Regions from separate parts of the Mus musculus genome. Here region 2 is linked to region 1. The links are chromatin contacts, called in public promoter capture Hi-C maps. All regions are on one chromosome and are shown on one strand. Each heading gives the region's core, a stretch centred on a gene start, on an enhancer-like site or on the middle of the called end of the contact. The rest is flanking DNA. Distances are from core to core; before and after follow the strand shown. Region 1 overlaps Dgkh (diacylglycerol kinase, eta). Region 2 holds the start of Mtrf1 (mitochondrial translational release factor 1).

Region 1 (5,336 bases), core at 1,439-3,938:
GAAGATACAGTAGGTGGGAGAGTTTGAGGGGGATGTGTGCCTTGTGGTGTCATGTGACCTGTCACATCACATGACCTGTTACAACCTGTGACCTGTTACAGCTTGTCATGTTGCTTCCTTAAGCGAGAGTCTCTTCATGTTTTCTGTTCAGGTCCTGAGAGAGCTTTTGAGATGAGCCACCTTGCTGGTGCAACACAAGGAAGGTCCACATCAGAATGTAGGCTGAGTAACCCCAGTGTGCGGTCACCACTTCCTCTGAGCTTGGCATGCTGGCTTCTGAGAGCAAAGCAGATCTGTTACTGGGAGGTCTTGACTTCCGAGGGCAGTCTCGGTTTTCACCTGTACATTGTAGTGTGTTAGCGTTTCCACTGCCCCCCTCATAGGAATGTAAGCGTGGGACTGAGCCCCGCCCCCAGACCCCACTCTCCCTACAGCCAGCCACAGTCTGGCCTGTTTTCTGCCGTTAGCTGCCTGAGATGAAGTCTCCTGGCTTTGCTGAGGTCGAGCATGTCCCGTAGCTGCTTCAGACATTTAACTAGGGGTTTGCACTTACAGTAAGAGGCAGGTCCCCTCTCGAGGCTGCCAGATCCCGTCTCCCATCTCCTGAACCTTCATGCCTTGATCCTTTCTGTCTGCCCCAGCTGTTATTTGTCCTGACAGCGGGTGCCGAACACTTACTTACCTTTTCCAAGAAGCTCTTAGAATTCATGTCTGGAAAAATACTGTCTGAACTTAATAGCATAATGATATCATCATAATAACACTTGCTGCCGCTCACGGAGACTTTCTGTAGCCTAGATACTGTGCTAAGTGTTCTCCGCATGTTACTGTTTTATGAGCCTAGAAGAAACAAGCTTGTAAAATTGGTATTGTTGTGGCCTTTTATTTTGGATAGAAAATGTGGCCATAAAGAAGTTAGTGTGTCACGGAGCCTGGCTTGAAATCTGGCTGGTTTTAGACCCGTTTCTCAGGTACTGAAGTTTCAGAAGCATTTTGTTACCGTTAAATTGCATTGATTTCCCAGCGGACACTTAGAGCACACTGCAATGAGGATGCCTGACTGAAAATCAAAGGAAACATTAACATGACCTCATTACTTTGCCGAACAAGAAAGTTTTCTTGGGTTTTCCGGCTCATTGAGAGTGTAAGGCGTTCTTATAAAGCTTGCAGATAAACCCCCGACATTGGACAAGGTTTCACCTCAGCCATGCAGAAAGACTTCCTTAGCACGTGGGAGCTAAGTTCTAGGTATTTAAGTTTCCTGCCCCTCACCCCCCCCTCAGTCGGTGGGGCAATGTAGACCTTTGGTTCTCTGCATTGTTTTTGCCTTGGAGGCCCATTGTAGCGTTATTATTCTCGGACTGAATTCAGAATACATGTGAGCCACTCATTCTGGACCGCTTCCCAGTGGGTCTCTTGAAGACTCTTGCGATGTGTCTCCTCAGGACAGTCTTTTTTTTTTTTTTTTTTCTAGACCACTATCTAGTTTTTATTATTTTTCCTTAGATATTTTCTTTATTTACATTTCAAATGTTATCCCCTTTCCTGGTCTCCCCTCCAAAAACCCCCTATCCCATCCTCCCTTCCCCTGCTCACCAACCCACCCACTCCTGCTTCCCTGTCCTGTCATTCTCCTACACTGGGGCATCGAGCCTTTTCAAGACCAAGGGCCGCTCCTCCCATTGATGTCCAACAAGGCCACCCTCTGCTACATATGCAGCTGGAGCCATGGGTCTCTCCATGTGTTCTCTTTGGTTGGTTTAGTCCCTGGGAGCTCTGGGGGCTCTGTCAGGACAGGTTGGTTCATATTGTTGTTCCTCTATGGGCTGCAAGCTCCTTCAGCTCCTTCAGTCCTTCTCTAGCCCCTCCATTGGGGACCTTGTGCTCAGTCCAGTAGACAGGATGGTCTTATATCATGTCATTCCACCTTCCTCTTCCTCTTCTTCTTCCAATTACAGTGATACATTAAATTTCCATTACATAAAATAAACCCTGGGTCTTTATATTTTAATATAGATCATAAATTAGATTGGGGAACGTGTTTAGTGGGGTATGATTACAGTGGGGAAACAGAGAACAAGAATACAGTGCAGTCTCAAACTGGTGGTCTTTGAGATGGATCTCACTGAGATCAAGGCTTGAAGGGACCTGGACCTAGTGGTGTGCTGTTGTAATACCAGAATGGGGAAGGCAGAGACAGAATGGGGTTCGTTGGTCAGCCAGGCTAGTCTGTATGGTGCACCCCAGGCCAGTGAGATGGGGGAAGGCTCCTGAAGGATGACACCCACAAATATCATTTGGCTTCTACATGCATGTACATACATGCACATACATGTGCACACATCAACATATAAACATGTATCAGGACGGCTGTGAACATCCTTCCCTGGTCCAAAGAATTGAAGGGAGTGCAAGGGTTAACCAGATGGCTCTCTGAAGGACAAGCAGGACAGGCCCGACAGTAGCTATACCCACGCCTATACCATGCTTTCCCAAGAAAAAGCAAAAGGGTGATTGTGAATGGAGGGGTCCAAGACAGAGCCGGAGACTGGGTGCATGTGGTTAGAGAAGTTCAAGCGCTTTGCTGCAGACAGTGGAAGTGAAATGGCATTTCACAAAGCACCCAGCAAAATCCAGTCCAGAGTCACAGAGGCCCGCCTACCTCTTCTAGACACATCCTCCACTGCCCTGTTGGAAACACTTCCATGCATTTGTCACAGAATGCTCTCTGGAGAGTCCCCAAATATCCGTGCTGTCTTATGCCTGTGTGAATCTGCTGTGACAAAATCCCTGGGGAGAGCAGTTGAAAGAAGGAAAGGTCTTCTTTTGGTTCACAAGTTTTAGAAGTTTTGGCCAGTGGTCACCTGGGCCCATTGCTTGTGTCCTGTGGTGAGATGGAGCATTGTGGAAAGGAACACCTGGCTGAGCCAAGAGACACAGAGGCTGAGAGAGGTTGGGGACAAAATGTATCCATTTGCTATCCCACCTTCTCCCAATGAATGACCTAATTTTCCCAGGTAGGCTCCATTCTTCTGTCTCCTAATGGCTCAGGAATAGATAAATGAATTAGTCTAGTTCAGCCCTAATGACTGATGTCTGTCACTGCCGCACTGGTGACCAAACCTTCAGTGTGTGAGCCTTTCAGGGACATGACAGATCCCAGCCTTTCTACCTTTGCATACCCCAAACATGCTGATCTTGTTTAAAGGCCCTGTGTGAGGCTTCCTCAGGGAGGGCATCCTTGATTCGCACTTGGGGTTGCCGGTTCGTTCTTCTCTGGGCTACCACAAGTATGCTTTGTATCTGTGTTGGCTGTGAGAACATCTAACAAGCATCTGCCCGTTATTTCCTGGCAATGTACCCTTTGTCCAAATGAGTATGCGGTCATTAAAGACTCGTCTGAGTTCATCAGTTGCCTGTACTATTTCTCGCCTCAGAGGTCATTTGCCTTAATAATCAACTTACGACGTATCACCTCTAACATCCTCACTGTATGTAAGCTGTGTGAAAGTCACTCTCTTGCAGATGCCGGGTTGTGTACCTGTGCCTTTAAAACTGTCTACAGATTCTTTTGTTAAATCAATTAAGTTTTTTCTTTGACAGTTTCATTGATGAATGCTGGCTAGTCTCACCCCTGTGTTCTTTATCTCCTTCTTAGCTAAGCCCTCTCTCCCAGCAAGTGTCTCCCTCACATTCATTTCTTTTGTGTTTTGTTTTGTTTTGTGACACTGCCCAGTGGACTCCCCATGGGGTACACAGCCGAAGACAGTGACTCTTGGTCTTCCAGAAGCTGTCAATAGCCAATTCTACCTGTAAATAAATTTTGAGAACTATGTCAAAATCACTTTTTTAAAAATGGACATTTTCTTGATTGGCTTGTGATGTGAACAAAATATTCTCTCTTGTCATTTGTAAGATGTAAGCCCCGGGGTGCAGAATGCTAATGAGTTTGGGTCATTGATTCTGAACGGAATCCGGTTTGGGGTCGAATCTTCATCTTGTCGTTATGTTTCTGTTTTGTCTCCAGACTAGTATTAAGGAAGGACAACTGCTGAAGCAAACCAGCTCTTTCCAAAGGTGGAAGAAGAGATACTTCAAGCTTCGCGGCCGCACACTTTATTATGCGAAAGACTCCAAGGTAACTCCAGAAGCCTGCTCTCAAGCACTGCATGTCATGACTATTCTAAAACTTCCGTGGTACAAGCTGCAGTTTTCTTGGATCCTCACTATAGCCTAACTGTCCTCATAATGGATTATAAATGTGGTCATCTTGCACCCCACCACAAGGAGGAGCTATCACTTCAGCCCTAGTCTTGAGAGATAATCTTATAGGAACCTAGTCTAATATTGTTTGATCCCCTCTTTTTCTTCTAGATAATTAAAATAAGTTATAAACAACTTAAATAAATTCAAAACCTTGGGTTTTTTCTTTTTCTCCTTTTAATTTTTTTCTGAGTATAAGAGAGCAAGGGTTGCTATAGCTGTTATTAATTTACGTTCTGGGGTCAGATATAAGCTCACAACCCAACTCATGCACAGTTCACAGTGTGCTTGTGGTCGCCATGTGCTGCTGCGAGAAAGCTTTAGACCATGCGTGCCAAGCACTTTGAGAATCCTTTCATTATGGTAGCAGTTAAGAGTATAAACCACATTGTAATACAATTGAGGCAAAATAATTTTTATGTAAGAGTTGATGAAACAATAATATAGTTAGGAGGAAAGATACATATTAAAACTAATATTTTAATGTTGCCTGAAAAGTAGACATTGGGATGCCAAAGAACCAATCATTTCTAGTTTTAAAAAAATGTATGTTCCTGGTATAATCAGTAGAGTCATTAGTAGAAGCTGAAAACCAACCAGTCAAGAAACCTAATTGTTAATCTGTGGAACAGTAGTAGAGGGAATAGCTGAATACTTAATGTTAAAGTCATAACAAAATAATCTTATTTTAAAAGTCTGATGTTGACTGTTGTCCCCGGTCCGGCTCCATCGTGTCTTTGCACATTCACCTTTAGAAACATCAACTTCTTGGTTGCCTGTGACTTGGGCCGTATGTCCAGTTAAGTGGCCCTCAGATAGTCAGCCCCATGTGTGAGATGACGGGTGGGTTTTCTGCTGAGAAGATAGTTGGTGACTTTCCATAGCGCTGCCTTCTTAATCCGGGTCTCCATGTTGAAGAGTCTATCATGCAGTGAAGTTAGCTTTGGGAGAGTGGGAGCTATCAGAAAAAGGGGAGAGATGTTTCTCTGCAGCCTTGGGGGTGAACTCCCGCTCCCCCTGTGCTGCAAGTTCACTGGCTTGAAAGTTAAGTGATGCCTAACTCACTAAAAATG
Region 2 (4,956 bases), core at 2,320-4,819, 740 kb before region 1:
ATTTAGCTCCAATGATGGTCAATAACTCAGAGATACACACACACACACACACACACACACACACACAGAGTGAGAGATATACATATATGTGCATATATATGTGTGTATATATATGTGTGTGTATGTATATATACATATACATATATACATACATACATACATACACACACATATTTATATATATATCTATATATAATTTATTGACTTAGAGACAGAGTCCCATTATTTATCTCTGGCTACCCTAGAACTCACTCTGTAGACCAAGATGGCCATGAACACACAGATCTGCTTCTGCTTCCCAAATGGTGGAATTAAGGGGTAGTGCCACCAGAAAATCCTCAAAACCTCTAAATAATAGTATATTAAAACAAGTAAGGGACTGGCAAAATAGCCCAGAGAATCAAATTACCTACAGGTAATTCTGACATCATGAAGCTCAATCCCTGGGATTTGTTGCTGTCATCATCCTGTTTGTTTGTTTGCTTCTTTCTCCCTTTCTCTTCCTTCCTTCCTTCCTTTATTTTTGAGACAGGATTTCACTGTGTAGCCCTGGGTATCCTGGAACTCACTCTGTAGATCAGGCTAGCCTCAAACTCAAAGAGATCCTCCTGTCTCTCCTTACACGTGCTGGGATTAAAGGTGAGCACCACCGCCTGGCTAATACAATTGATATAAAGAAAACTGATCCTTGAAAGCTGTCTACCTGCACACCCCCACATGCACACAAAATAATTTTGTCGTAAAAAAGCACTTTATATATACAACTAAGACAAGTGTGTAGGAGTATAACTAACAAATACAACAGTAGAATGGGTTAAGGCAGTTCTAACTTTGAGTATACAAATATACACTTAAAAGCTTAAAAACTCTAATCCCAGCACTTGGGAGGTAGAGGCAGGCAGATATCTGTGAGTTGAAGGCCACCCTGGTCTACAAAGCAAGTTCAGGGCAGCCAGAGCTTAGACAGCGAAACCTGTCTCGGAAAACAAACAAACAAGCAAGCAAACAGCAATAAAATAATAATGTATCTTTAGGTGGTTCATAGTCATATATTTATGAAGTCCAAGGAAAATATTAACATTTCATCTGCTATCTAGTTTAATTGACAAAAGTGTCTTCCTATGTAGCTCAGGCTGACTTCAAACTGGAGGCCTCCTGCTTCAGCCTTCCAAATGCTGAATCACAAATGTACATCAACATGTCTGGATAAATTTAAATCAGCAATTTTATTGTATTTATTAACTTATTTTTTAAATTATTATTATTATTACTATTATTATAGAGAGTGTGAGAAACACGGTGTATATTGTGTGTCTCTGTGTGTGCATGAGAGAGAGAGTGAGAGAGAGAGAAAGAGAGAAGAGAGAGAGAGAAGAGAGAAGAGAGAGAGAGAGAGAGAGAGAGAGGAGAGAGAGAGAGAGAGATTGATTAGGGATTGTCACCTGGCCTTACATATGCTAAGCAAGCACTTTGTTTTGTTTATTTCAGGGCATTCAGAAGCCACAAACAGTTAGGTAACTTCATCATAAGTATTCACTCACTGGCTGCAGGCAGAGTTTGTATCATAACAGCTTGTCTGTTCCAAGATCAGCACTTCTCATTCTCCACCTTGGGATCACTTCTTGAGGATGCTTCTCTTTTAGCCGAATCTAAAGGAAGAGATCTCAGATATTAAAAGACCAACTTAACACACCAGGAGGATCTGGTAGTGAGAAAATAAAAAGGTCAATGATGATATTTTAAAACTGGAAAAAAAAAAACCAAACAGATTACAAAACAGTATAATCTCTGTTGTTGTTGTTGTTGTTGTTGTTTAAAAACTATGCTGTATGGGAAAAAGCAGATAAATATGCTGTCTTAGTTACTATTCTATTGCTATGAGGAGACACCATGACCAAGGCAACTTACAAAAAGAAGCAGTTAACTGAGGGCTTGCTCTCAGTTTTAGGTTTGTCCGTGGACATCATGGTGGTGAGTGTGGTAACAGGCAGACAGGCTTGGTGCTGGGAACAGTAGCTGAGAGCTCACCTCTGATCTCTAAGTTGCAGGCAGAGACCTGGCCTGGCATGTGCTCTTGAAACCTCAAAGCCACTCTTGTGGTACATGTCCTCCAACAAGGCCACATCTCCTAATCCTCCCCAAACAGTTCCACTAACTGGGAACTAAACACTCAAATATACGAGCCTATGGTCTCATTCAAACCATCACACATATTTTAAAAGAAGACAAAAGAAATCCATCCAAATGGCACTTGCTGCTCTTGCAGAGGACCAAGGCCAACACCTGCACAGTGGGTCACAAATTGTCCCTAACTCCAGTTCCAGGAGACTGATCTGACACACCCTCTCCTTGCTTCCTGGGCATCAAGCATACATATGATATACATACACACACACATACATACATACATACATGCAGTTAGTTACCCACACACATACAAAAATATTTTTTTAAAAAATGACAGATTAGGTGAAATTGGGTATGCACAATAATTATCTGTTCTTCCTTCAGATAAGGGCAAGATAGGGAAAATGTTTTTCCTCCTGATATTAAAACTGGAAATAAGGGTCAAAATTTAGCAGAATGGCTTGGGGATGTAGTTCAGTGGCCCAACATGCTCAAGGCCTATCTGTGGTTTGATCCTTAGCACAACAAATTACCAGAAGCAGCCTTTATTATAACTGCTGTTTGTTGCTGTGCCTGGCAACACATTCATATATAAGCTCCTTTGGTCTTGCTAAATCCAACTTAGCATTACCATTTTAAAAACTAAATATTCAGGAGATTCAGCATATACTGGGTTCTATTAATAAATTTCACAAAAATCAACAGCTGAAATTTGGACTGTGAAAGAATTCACGAATGCCCAGCAGCCACAGATTTAATACTCCAGAAGTGCATCTTTATATCTAACCTTGAGTACATCAGGAGTATTCGTTTGACGGTGGAAAGAAGAAAAGGATGGAAGATTTTAGTAATGCTCTGGCTAAAATTTCCAGTTTAGGAGTAGCTGTGGAATGAGTAACTACCTAAACCTAGAAAGAGCAAGGCTTCAACATCACCCCCACAACCCGGTATTACTCGACATTTTAAAAGCAATTCTCGGTTTCTGGTGTGTTAAAAGTGACAGTAAACGGGCACCAGGCGTAGAATGTGAAAATCATGTTGTGTAAGTCAGTATTATGGATTCTATACGGAAGTAACACCAGTGGGCAGTAGGAATTTTTTTTAAAGCCCTCTTACGGCCAAGAAAGAATTGTGAATATCTAAGTAAAAGAAGAAAATTGACGTTCTCGTTTCTTACTGATAACTGAGCCTCCTGTGCACCGCAACATTTCAGCTCAAGGTACTGCAAGCATGATCAGTCCCAGGCTACTGCTTCCGGGTTACGGTTTGTTCCTGGCTCCTCCTCCACTTTGCAGAGAAATGGTCCTTAGGTGTCCGTAACGGTAAACAAGAATGAAATGACGAAGCGGGTAGGATACTGCTCTGGAAGGACCACGCGTGGAACGGATTTGGAGCTGACTCCTGGAAGCTGCGACGTCCAAAGTGGATCGCCCTCTCCTAGTGCCCTAACCAAGGAATCCTGGGAGTTGTAGTTTACCCTTCCCCAGGCTTTCTTGTTTCCCACCCTAAGACCCTTTACTCCATCTTTCTCCCTAAATTTAGGGTTTTCAGATACTTATAAACCTAGAAGCGAACCTTTTCCCTAATTTACACATCAAATTCTACAGTATGTGATAGGCGAAATCTCAAGAATTTCTTTACGTGTTACCAACCCTTGAAGCAGTAGTTTCTAAGTTACTGATTTGTTTTGTTTCAGAGTGCAGGAGGTTAAGGCTAGAGACTCATGCACGCTAAGACAAGAGCTCTATCATTGAGCTATATCCACAGACTTGGGGGTTTGTTTTTTAAATGGAACCTCCCTCCCCCCAATCATTAACAATTTTAGCGGGGCGTGGGGGCACACACCTTTAATCCCAGCACTTGGGAGGCAGAGGCAGGCGAATTTCAGAGTTCGAGGCCAGCCTGGTCTACAAAGTGAGTTCCAGGACAGCCAGGGCTATACAGAGAAACCCTGTCCCAAAAAAAAACAAACAAAAACAAACAAAACAAAACAAAACAAAAACCCAAACAAACAAAAACAATTTTAGGAGATTCTGAATTGTTAATTGTTACACTTTTAGCCAGTATTGTTTAAAACATTGACTGAAAAAAACTATAGGGGCTCGCGAAATGGCTCAGTGGTTAAGAGCGCCGACTGCTCTTCCGAAGGTCCGGAGTTCAAGTCCCAGCAACCACATGGTGGTTCACAACCATCCGTAAGGAAATCTGATGCCCTCTTCTGGAGTGTCTGAAGACGGCTACAGTGTACTTACATATAATAAATAAATAAAACTTTAAAAAGAAAAAAAAAAAGAACAATGACAAAGAGAGCTATAAATTTGTATTTAAAAAAAAATCATAACAGGACCCCAAAATAGATAACTATATCTATGAATTAGAATTTTTAAAGATAGTGTTGTTTACGTGTGTGTTTAGAGACACAAGACCCTATCTCAAAAACAAACACAAATAGGGAGGGGTGAGTAAAAATGGTGGAAAGAGAGAAAAAGATAGAAACCAACATACAACAAAATAATATTTAACATTTACTAGTATGCACTTCAAGGTAGTTACTTCTGCCTACTATATACTAGTCACTAGTTTGAATGCTTTAAACCTATTAGTTCATATAGTTCCATAATACTCTTTTTCTTTTTTCGAGACAGGGTTTCTCTGTGTAGCCCTGGCTGTCCTGGAACTCACTTTGTAGACCAGGCTGACCTCAAACGCAGAAATCTGCCTGTCCCTGCCTCCCAAGTGCTGGGATTAAAGGCATGTACCACCACGCCCGGCTCTATAATGATCTTAAAAACCCATTTGCAGAAGAGAAAACTAAAGCATAATGCATCT

Evidence for each region. Promoter capture Hi-C pulls out the DNA fragments that hold promoters and counts their contacts.
Region 2: a contact with region 1 is called in a promoter capture Hi-C map of hippocampal neurons, with 4 times the contacts expected there. The contact joins the promoter of Mtrf1 here to the enhancer-like site in region 1. A contact is called at or near these places in 13 of 39 promoter capture datasets (the 3T3-L1 cell line, the C10 cell line, cranial neural crest and 9 more), 2 of 15 datasets of contacts at CTCF or cohesin (large pre-B cells and pro-B cells), 2 of 484 Hi-C or Micro-C datasets (cortical neurons and epidermal suprabasal cells), 16 of 115 datasets of contacts at active chromatin or transcription factors (the 230-238 cell line, the NIH/3T3 cell line, T-cell acute lymphoblastic leukemia and 12 more) and 1 of 9 other capture datasets (embryonic stem cells).

What each region holds. Positions count from the first base shown.
Region 1 is chr14:78,652,488-78,657,823 of GRCm38.p6, reverse strand. It overlaps Dgkh (diacylglycerol kinase, eta), which reads left to right. Exons shown (of 30, transcript NM_001081336.2): 3 at 4,028-4,138. Gm30716 (a long non-coding RNA gene) reads right to left here. Exons shown (of 2, transcript XR_383631.2): 2 at 4,658-5,221. Among named protein-coding and RNA genes, the nearest start is that of Gm30716, 4.3 kb to the right of the region's middle. Within about 2 kb of position 2,688, at least 3 of the 459 cell types and tissues checked have an H3K27ac peak or open chromatin away from gene starts, as enhancers often do. A contact at or near this core is called in hippocampal neurons, where this site is marked.
Region 2 is chr14:79,396,385-79,401,340 of GRCm38.p6, reverse strand. Mtrf1 (mitochondrial translational release factor 1) reads right to left here and starts at 3,569. Exons shown (of 11, transcript NM_145960.4): 1 at 3,305-3,569; 2 at 1,542-1,649.